2 separate regions of the Mus musculus genome follow, and region 2 is linked to region 1. Evidence: chromatin contacts called from public promoter capture Hi-C data. All regions are on one chromosome and are shown on one strand. The core of a region is the stretch at or near the end of the contact, and the rest is flanking DNA. Distances in the headings are between cores, read along the strand shown.

What was found. Promoter capture Hi-C pulls out the DNA fragments that hold promoters and counts their contacts.
Region 2: a promoter capture Hi-C map of pre-B cells shows a contact between it and region 1. The contact joins the promoter of Gata3 here to the promoter of Usp6nl in region 1. A contact is called at or near these places in 2 of 39 promoter capture datasets (cranial neural crest and pre-B cells).

What each region holds. Positions count from the first base shown.
Region 1 is chr2:6,320,083-6,325,217 of GRCm38.p6, reverse strand. It overlaps Usp6nl (USP6 N-terminal like), which reads right to left and starts at 2,461. Exons shown (of 15, transcript NM_001080548.1): 1 at 2,264-2,461. It overlaps A230108P19Rik (RIKEN cDNA A230108P19 gene), which reads right to left. Exons shown (of 7, transcript NR_040333.1): 7 at 3,607-5,135.
Region 2 is chr2:9,876,573-9,881,707 of GRCm38.p6, reverse strand. Gata3 (GATA binding protein 3) reads left to right here and starts at 3,108. Exons shown (of 6, transcript NM_008091.3): 1 at 3,108-3,303; 2 at 3,724-4,356. The coding sequence starts at 4,119. 4930412O13Rik (RIKEN cDNA 4930412O13 gene) reads right to left here and starts at 462. Exons shown (of 5, transcript NR_024257.1): 1 at 29-462.

The DNA of each region.
Region 1 (5,135 bases), core at 1,212-3,711:
ATTTCCTGGCTACAAAATGTAACAATAATTCGTCATGATGGCAAAGCTAGGCCAATACACTACAGAACAAAGCTAGGCCCTGGAGCCCCAGACTGGATCTGCTGGTTCCCACTCAATGCATGAAGATGATCAGTCACTATACACCCAACACCACGTCTGCCACTTCTCCTCAGGTACTTGTTTAACCAGACCAGTTGTCCTTGCTAAGGGTTACCTGCACCACAAAACACCCTGAGAGGGAGTAATGGAGGGCTGGAGAGATGGCTCAGTGGTTAGGCACACTTGCTGCTAATACATGATGGCCCACAACCATTCAGAACTCTAGTTCCTGGAGATCTGACATCCTCTTCTGACCTCTTGAGAGCAACAAGCACATGTGTGGTGCATACGCAAAAATGCAGGCAACATTCATACACATAAAATAAAAAAATCTTTTAAAATATATATATTTAAGGCAAAAGGGTACTGATGGATTATACTCACCAGAACCAAGCCCAACCTAGAGCAGTAGTCTGATTTAAAAAGTGGCGAACAGCACTAGGGCTCAGGACCACACTCTAAAGTCAGACAAAGGATGTTTCTTCAATACCTTTGTGGGAGTGCCCTGATTCTTCAACTGAGGGCACCTGTCCTTGCAATTAGGGCTCTGTGTCGTCGTCGTCCCGACCCCCCCCCCCCGCACAAGTTAATTAATACTGTTATTAGTATAATTTCCTTTTCCATTTTGATTTACAGCATAATGGCCTGGAGAGAGTACAAACTAAGGAGTGAACGAGACAGCATGCTTACAATTTCACCTATAAAATTATGACAAACTAGGAAATATTTTGTTAATTGTGGGGTCTTGGTGAGAAAAGCAGTGAGTCATTGTTTAAATGCCAGTTTACTGATTATTAAGGTGAGTTAAAGAAAGGGGAAATAATTTAAAACTCTGCCCTAGTTCCCACCACCACCGAGAAAACTTCCAGAGATTCAGTATGGGAGGGAATTGGTCACGAGTCATCTCAATCAACCGTACCGCGAAACTTTTCTGAGCTATGAAACAACTTGTCTCATAGATCTAATTACATAGGAATGGAAGAAGGGAAGGAAGGAAGGAAGGAAGGAAGGAAGGAAGGAAGGAAGGAAAGAAGGAAGGAAGGATCCACGACTAAACTGTTCCAGCAAGAATACTTTGAACACTGTCCCTACAACTTTTTCCATTCGTGTCGCAGTACTGCCCCAATTCACCGAGCCTTTCCATAAGGCACAACGCATATTAGTCTCCTTAAAAAGCATCTGGGGTAGGAGGAATGAGTGAACAGAAGAATCTACTAACGCAGCTTTATTCGAAAATGCCGTGATGTTAGCTAACACCTTGTACGCTAATTTTAAAAATAAAATTCAAAATATCTGTGGATAGCTGGAGAAATGGCTGGGCGGTTAAGAGCACTGACTGCTCTTCCGGAGGTCCTGAGTTCAAATTCCAACAACCACATTGGTGGCTCACAACCATCCGTACAGCTACAGTGTACGCATATAGATAAAATAAATAAATCTTTAAAAAAAAAAAAAGTATCTGTCGATTATACGGAGTGTGCCTAAAGAAGAGCCCAGAGATCTCGATGCTCAACATATATGAACGTCCCACCATGGAGTAAGACTTCTCTCATTCTCTGCATTAAAACACCTGCGAGCCACCGTGCTCATCCCCTATAGAAACGCCGCGCTCCCGGAGCCCCAAACTAGCCAGCAAAACTTTGCCGGGGCGCACGGATTTCCAGCTCCCTCCCGCCCGCCCATCCTCCCCGGGGCTGCTCCAAAGTTCTTGCGGCATCCCAGGCAATCGTCTCAGCGAACGAAGTTTGCCTGGGTCCTGCCCACTCGCGCTCCCGCAGGACGCAACTGAAACTTGCAAGGGAGACACGTCTCCCCGGGGACCGAAACTTGCACGCGGGGTGGGGGAGGAAGGCGGCCGGAGCGTTCCGCCTCCCCGGGGGTCTGCACGCAGCGCCGAGCCCTCTCGGCCCCCCGCCCGGCCGCTCCCGCGCGCGCGCCCGCCCGCCTGTCAATCACACCGCAGACCACCACCCCCACGCGCGAGCAACACGGCGCGCGGGGTCCACGGGAGCCGGCTCGGGCCAGGCCGCGCCGCCGCAGCGTGCCCTCTGCCCGGGGCCGGGAATGGCGGCGACCGGCTGCCCGGAGCCAGTTCCGACCTGGCCCCCTCGCCTTTAGACCCCGCCAGCCCCTGTAGCAGCGGCTGAAGAGAAAAGGAAGTTACCTCCAAGCGGTCCCGGCGGCGGCGGCGGCGGCCAGTCGCGGGAGGCCGAGAGGTCCGGCGCGGCGGCGGCGGCGGCTACCGCAGTGCCCTCCGCCCCATTGTTTCCCTTCCAGGAGGCTCCCGGCAAAGCCGAGCCCGGGAACCAGGAAGTTCCCCGGCGCGACACCTCCAGCCGCCGCCGCTATGGAAACGGCCCCCGCCTTCCCCAGGGCGGCTCTCCCGGGACCCCGCCTCCGCGCCGCCGGCCCCGCCCGCCTCACCGGCCGCCAACAGTCGCCGTTGCGGCCGCGGCCGCCGCCATCTTGGCGCGGGCGGACAGCCCCTGCCTTCCCGGCGGCACGTGCGCTGTTCCCGCGCTCCCGCCGGGCGCGCGCTCGATGGGCTGCGGGCGGAGGCCGACGGCCCGAGCCCCTCTGCATGAAGAGGGGGTCCGCCGACCCGGCGGCGCCCAGCGATCGCTCCAGAGCTACTCACGGGCTGGGACCAGTGCTGTGTCTGACACCTGAGGGCAGCCGGCAGAGCACGGCGCCTTTCGCGGATGAGGCCCGTCCGCTCGCCAGCCTTCAGACGTTGCCTACTGCACTTGGGTTTTTCTTGGACTCGGTATCCTCACCCGTGAAGTGAGAGGGAAACTGTACCTGCTTCGTGGAGTTGTTCCCCGCGCAAACAAATGCTTGGTAGTGTGTGCACAGTGAATCTGTCAACAGAGTGGCTCTGTTACTGACACAAGGTCACACAGTCAATTTCCAGGCATTTATGCCAAGAGTTCAGATCAGCACAACTTTAAGTAGGCTACTGTGTGCAAGCCTTTTGCTGCCTAAACAGTGTTCATTCCCTGGCCCATCTTTCTTTAGGTCAGCTTTTTCTGTGTCAAGAGTTTTAATCCCCACGGTCTTCCATTAAGAACTGATGTAAAAAGGGGATGATGTAAACTTCCCAACACTGTAATTTGCTGACGGTTAAATGATTTATTCACTAGAAGCAGCAAAGGTTTGGGTGTGCGAGTAGCTAAAAGGCTTCTGTCCTTGTTTCCAGGAACTAGAATTACTATAGCTGGCAACTGTGCACTGCGTTTACTCTTTCCCAGGCTGGTGAAACCTGACACTCACTGCAAACTGTGTTCCTTGAGGAATTGAGGAGAGGCAGAGTCCTGGCCCTTCCTGGGCTTGCAGACTTTAACACCTGTGACTCCTTGGGTCTTAGATGGCCTCTGAGGCCACTTCTGACTCTCAAATGCTGATTAACCAGTGAAACCCAGGGCCTTTTGGACAGACAGACAGACAGGCGCGCGCGCATCCCTTCATTCAGGTCTCCATTTAAACCAGGTTTGGAAACACTACTTTGGGTTTTGTTTTGTTTATTGATTTGTTTATTCTGGTATGTACAAATGGCACAGTTGGTTTGGTGAAAATCAGGTCAAAAGTTGGATGGTCATGGGAATTTTTTCAACACTCAAATATAAGGAATAGAATTCCAAAATTAGCAAGTCACCAAAGAGCTCTCCATTTGTGACAATGCCTACAGCTTCCAAGTCTTTGATGACAACACATGCACATACGCATGTACTTACATTGTGCTTTGAAGATTGCAGAAGTCCTCCAAAAGACACTTACTGAATTAAAGTATAACGTTTGAGTTACCGTCTCTCCGGATACCTTGGGAACCCCACAGAGGCTCAAGAGAATTCATCCAGAAATTTTACCACAAATACAAAAATATCAATGAGTTGGAGGGGCAATGCTGGACACAGCTTGCTTCACAAACTGAAGGAGAAGTTTCAGATGTGTGTGTGAAGTTTATATTAGTGTAATACTATATTCTAGACTTAACTGTCAGCACTGTCGGCCCAACTTCAGACTTAGCAGTCTGTACTATTATTCAGAAATATATTCAAGAATGAGGGTAGCTGAATTTCACTGAAAACCTACACAAATAGGAACACTTGAGTCTTGGGGTAGTCGTTTAGCAACCGCTGTCCTAAAAAAAAAAATGCATATTTAAGTTATGTCCGCCTTGTGATCCTATTCCCTCTAACATACGATAGATATCATACATGTGATTCCCCCTTCAACTGGGGGGAAAGTTCACTGTCAAAATCCCAGAGAAAATGAAAGGGGGAATAAACAGTTTGTATCTCCAATGAGAATATTCTGCAAATGCCAGCCATTTAGAACTTTCCGATCACATAACAGGAAGAGTGATGTTTGCATTTCGTTTTTAAAAGTTATGTTATACTCATGACAATACTTACAGAATATTGCCAAAGGTAAAAGTACATGTTTAAGTTTCCCACAAGACTCCATAATAACTAGGGTTAAGAGTATAATTTGCGGTGAGAACATGAAAATATAGAACATGGGGAAATTTTCAAAAGTAAACCATGCATCCTTAGCTTTCATCTTCAAAACTGCAGATCAAAGGCGCTGTTCCTAGAGTCTCCTGTAAACTGAGACCTTGCAATGTGGATCGATGGCTATGCAGTCCATTCAGGTTTGGGGAGTAGCAAAGTGGGTTGTGCCGTGGAGACTCTGGAAAGCCTCATGTGATTCATCTTACCCACTACAGTCATTTCTGAAATTCCCTAGGAGTGTTTTGTTGACTCAAAAAGTCAGTTCCAATATCACTGTATATAACTCATCATGATAAAAAGAAAGCAAGCATATCAGTGGATATCCATGGACCACATGTCAATGAAATCAGCCACATCCACATGGCTCATAGTTTTTCCTTAATAAAGTCCTTCAGATTAAAAGAGAAAGTATTGATGGCAGACCAGAAGAAGGATCACAAACAGTAGAATTCCACATATGTTACAAACAGTTTGTTACAACAATCTGGGGTGATCTTACTTATTGCTGTTTTGGGGGACTTG
Region 2 (5,135 bases), core at 1,859-4,358, 3.6 Mb before region 1:
AGCATTCTCCTTGATGGCTTTCTCTTGCCTTTCCCCCAGCTCCGCCAGATGCTCCAGGGGAAGAAGGGGAATGCGGTACACCGAGCCAGACCCGGTGTGCCTTGGGGTTGTGGTGGTGGTGGCACCCCAGGTCTTTAAGGGGGCACCCAGACGTCCCTTAACGAGGCCCGGATCAGCTTTGTAGCTCTCTGGAACTGAAGGATTGGGACCACCTTTCCCTCCGGCCTCAAGCCCCCTCCCCTCCCCCACCACCCGCCAAGGGAAGAGGAAGCCCGGCCTGCATTTGCGAGCAAGGCGGGTCAGACCGGCGCCTGTCCTGGCCCAGACCCCCGGAGTCCAGCTCTCCGCCTCAGGCCACGCGCCGCAGCCTCTCCGGACTCGATCCCTTCCCCCTTCTTCCCGGTGGGTCTCGGAGCCGACCTCGGCCCTCCCTCTCCGGTATCCCCCTCCTCTCTTTTTCCCTCCCCCTCCCCTGCTCTGTGTTTCTGACTCTGGGGCCGGCCCGTGACGTCAAACCCAGTGTGGCGTCGGCGAGACTGGCCGGCGCGGGCCATCAAAAGAGCAACGTCCTCTTTCCCAATTACCCACTGTCAGTCCGGGAACAGGGGCGGACCGGCTGGGAATTACATGTTAAATACCCCCTACAGGCTGGATCCAGTGCCCGGGGCGCCTAGCCTCAGGCCCCCTACCCCTCTCTGCCAACCCTAAACTACCTCAGACCTGGAGGGGCCTATTAGATATTTTGTTTTTCCAAGGGAGGGGAGTGTCTTTGCATCCAGTCTAGCTCCTCTGGTGATTGAATTAAGACGAATAATCCTCTCCATCCCCACTACTACATCTATTAGAGAGGCGCCCCTACTAGGGAAGCCATCCTTTTCAGAAGTATATTCTTTTTCAGTCTTTAAAAATACGTTCTAAGCCGTATAGACTAACATGTTCAGTTCTTGGCGTCAGCAGCTTTCTTTCTTGTCTCCAGAAGGATTTCTTTTGCGCATTAAAAAAATTATTATTATTATCATCTACATCTCGGTGCCCGGGACCAAAGAGATATGCTTACTCGAGACTTTTCTCGAAGCTGTGAACTAGGGACTGGCTGACTGATGCCTTATACAACTCATGAGTGATACAGCAATAGTATTTTTCCCTTTTAAACTCTCATTCTAGATCTTAATCCCGGGCCTTTTAGCAAAAATGTGTGTGCGGTCTTCTCTGCTTGTTTATGGAATGGTTTCCGGTGAATGTTAGACAGCAACTAAATAATTAAAAGGTTTTGAGAGCGCCGTGAGCTGGAAGAGATGCTGGCAGCTTGATTGGCCCAGGAGAGATGGGTTGGTCAAAGAGTGAAAGTAAAAAAATCGATATTCTAAGACTGGGCCGCCCTCATAAACGTGGGACCAAGGGGTGCAGGGTGAACTCAGAAGGGAGGGAAGACTCGTTTTTAAAAAAAAGGTATCTTCGTAATTTGTATTTAGAAATTCAGCCTTGATTTCAGTCAAAGATCAGATGTAAAAGGGGGGGGGGTGTCAGGAGAAGCTCCAAACCCAAGCCCGCAGGGCACATTTCTAAATAAATTTTGTCTTCTTCAAGGGTTGTATTGTAAAAAGAACGCACCTTCCCTCTCCCCGCACTCCACTGGCTTCAAGGTAGATATTGATGGCTTTTCTCCACAGTAGAATAGAAGAAGTTACTTGGAACTTTTAAGAAAGGGCTTGTCGGGAATCCAAGTTTTGAATAAGTGGGAAATATTATGGGGTAAAGAAATGAAGAGGGGATGACGCCTTCAGTTCCAGTAACCCTCTAAAGCCAAGCTCTCTGCCCTGGAGGGTGGAATGGGAACACCTCTTACACTGCCCTGGGGTGCACCCGAAGTCTCTTTCGGACCTTGCTCATCCGGGCAGTGTTTTCTGGACCCAGGCTGCAGAAACCTCAACGCCACTAGGGGATGCAGTGACTCAAAGGACGGAACAGGGCCGCAGAGGTTGGAGCCCGTGGGGCGGGGCGACTGCGGCCCGGTCGTGGTATCTCCCGATGATTGGTCCTTACAAATGGCCCCGCCCTCGTCCGCCCAGCCTCTCTACTGGGCGTCTTCCAGCCTCTCTCCTGTGTCAGCTTGCGGCCCTCCCACCAGACCCTGTCCCAGAGACCCAAAATGTCCAGGGAAGTTGCGGCTGGGTCCACCCCGGAGGTCAGGGTTGGATATTATAGAGGGGACCGTTTTCCTCGGGTGAAAGCAGAATAAAGTAGCACCCCGAGCTAGGCGAAGAGAAAAGTTAGGCTATCGCAGCAAAGATCAAGTTAGTTGTACACGGTACTTCGGGGACCAGTGAGCCTAGGTCTCGCTAAGCCAGCTTTTTATGCATCGCGTTGTCACTAAGGTCAAAAGCACACATTGATGATATCATTAGATCCGAAAAAGACAGCTGCAACAGCTGACGCTGTTCGTTCTGGAGAGGTTTGGGAAAGCAAGCAGAGACCATAACAATAACGCGGGCGTCCGAATCAAAGCCCAGGTCCTCCGCGCGATTCAGCAGCCTCCCGGAAAGCTGGTTCGGAGGCAAATCTTCAGTTACTTCGCCATGAAACTTTTCTAATCTGTTTTACATGCACATAGCCCCTAAGCTGATATAAACTGAAAAACGTTCTGGCTTGAATCCTAATTTAAAAGTTTGCTCATTTTTAAAAAAGTATCGAAAAGTCTGCTTATGGAAATTAGCTTTATGAATGGGGCAGCCGGGTTTCACTCGTACGGAATAATCTACTGAGCCCGAATGAATCGGCTTTGCTACATTTAAAGGGCCAGAGAGCGAATTCCCTCCTGCCTGTCCCCTCTGCCCCAAGCCCGGGCGGGCCTCGCCCACCCTGCCCGCGGCCCCTCTGCCCTAGGCGGCCCTTGGCGGCGCCCCTTTCCGGTCAGTAGAGGGGCGGGAGGAGGGGCGGCGGTGTGCCGGGGTGGGTGGGGGGGATGGGATGGGGGTGGAGGTGAAGTCCTGGAGCGGGTTTGGGTTGCAGTTTCCTTGTGCTGAGGATCGTGTCCCCTCCTGCCAGCGCCAGGCTCCTCCCCCTCGGCGCGGATGACACTAGAACCTCCTTAAGTTGCGTCGCGCCACAGCTGTCTGCGAACACTGAGCTGCCTGGCGCCGTCTTGATAGTTTCAGAAAGAATGCATTCCCTGTAAAAAAAAAATACTGAGAGAGGGAGAGGAGAAAGAGAGAGAGACTGAGAGAGCGAGACATAGAGAGCTACGCAATCTGACCGGGCAGGTCACACGCCTCCTCCTCCTCCTCTACGCTCCTTGCTACTCAGGTTGGTATTGTGACTTGTGACTTTTTTTTTTTTTTTAAGTTTGATATCACTCCCTCCTCTTGGAGGGACTGTTTGTGTGTGTGTGTTTGGGGGTTTGTTTGTTTGGTTTTTTGTAAACTAAAAGCTCAGCTTTCTCCTTTTGGAGGATTTGTAGTGGTTGGAAAGATCCTGGGGCCGGTGTCCTCCAGGGAGGACTTGTCCCCAAGTTTTAATTGCTTAGTCAGTCCTGGGCTCCTGCGAGCCTGGCTGTCGGAGGTGTGCTGCGGAGCTTGGCTTCTTTCCCTCCGGGTCTTCGCGTGCGTGTGCACGTCCCGGGTGAGTCGGCCCTGCAGGAAGCTTGCGAAGACCTAGTGCCCTCCAGAATTTCAGGTGTTAAAAGTTCTTACACCTCATTCAGGTCTCTCTTTCTCTCCCTTGCAGGTGATCGGAAGAGCAACCGTCTCTGAGCGCCAAGGAATCAGTGTGCAGTGTGGTCACACTCGGATTCCTCTCTCCCTCCTTTTTTTTTTTTTTTTTTTGACCCCTTTATTCCTCCGTGTCTGCTTTTTTTTTGGGGGGGGGGATCGCCCTCATTCTTTTCTTTTTCTTCTTTCCCTTCCTTTCTTTTGCTAAACTATCCCGCAAAGATTTTTCTTTCCTCCCTAAACCCTCCTTTTTGCTCTCCTTTTCTATACCCTTAACTGCAAACAAACCATTAAACGACCCCTCTCCTGGGCCTCCGACGGCAGGAGTCCGCGGACCTCCCAGGCCGACAGCCCTCCCTCTACCCGCGAGGGTTCCGGGCCGGGCGAGAGGGCGCGAGCACAGCCGAGGACATGGAGGTGACTGCGGACCAGCCGCGCTGGGTGAGCCACCATCACCCCGCGGTCCTCAACGGTCAGCACCCAGACACGCACCACCCGGGCCTCGGCCATTCGTACATGGAAGCTCAGTATCCGCTGACGGAAGAGGTGGACGTACTTTTTAACATCGATGGTCAAGGCAACCACGTCCCGTCCTACTACGGAAACTCCGTCAGGGCTACGGTGCAGAGGTATCCTCCGACCCACCACGGTGAGTCCACCTTGGCGCTGGAACCTTTTGGATCCGCGTTTGTTTTCCTGGGTCCACGAGACCGCCAGAGACCCTGGCTGGGCAGAGCAAGCCAAAGCTCCTAAGTGTGTTACTAGTTCATTTAAAAAAAGTATCGGGGGCCCGGAAATGGGCGAGGAAGCAGTGTCGCTGGTTGGGAGAGTTCTTCTTTTTTTCTTTTTTAAATAAAAGAGCGCACGTAGCAGGCACCTCTCTTTGCCGGTGTCCTTGGGGCCAGGCACACTCACCTGGCAAGCGCCGAAATGCAGTCCTGGTCCACACGAGGTTGTAGATTTTGCAGCCAGGGAGAAATCTCAAGCGCTGCCTGCAGGCGCCGAGCCTTTCAGGCCGGGCAGCAGTGCGGGCCAGGCCGGCCTGGAACTGGGCTCCCCCGAAGGACTTCCAGCTTCTTGTTAGCCGGTGAAGGGGTCTTTCGCCAGAGCCTTGCGTTTTGTTTCTCCATTTATATTTTCAGAAAAGGCCCAAATACGTGCATTTCTTTCTATTTCCTTTTGCTCTCCACCCTCAAAAGCTAGTGCATTTGAGTTTTAGGCGTCCTACCTACCGGTGGTGTGAGGAAGAGACTCTGGTGGTTGCCACGGTCCAGGGAGAGGAAAGCCTTAAGCTGAAGAGAAGTCGGGTTTGCTTAGACTCCCGGCTACACAGAATTTTCCTACGTCTTTGCTTTTAGTTTACTTACCAGCAATCCTGGCCGACTTTTCTCCTCCGGCCTACTGGAGTTTCTTCAGGCTCCTCAAAGA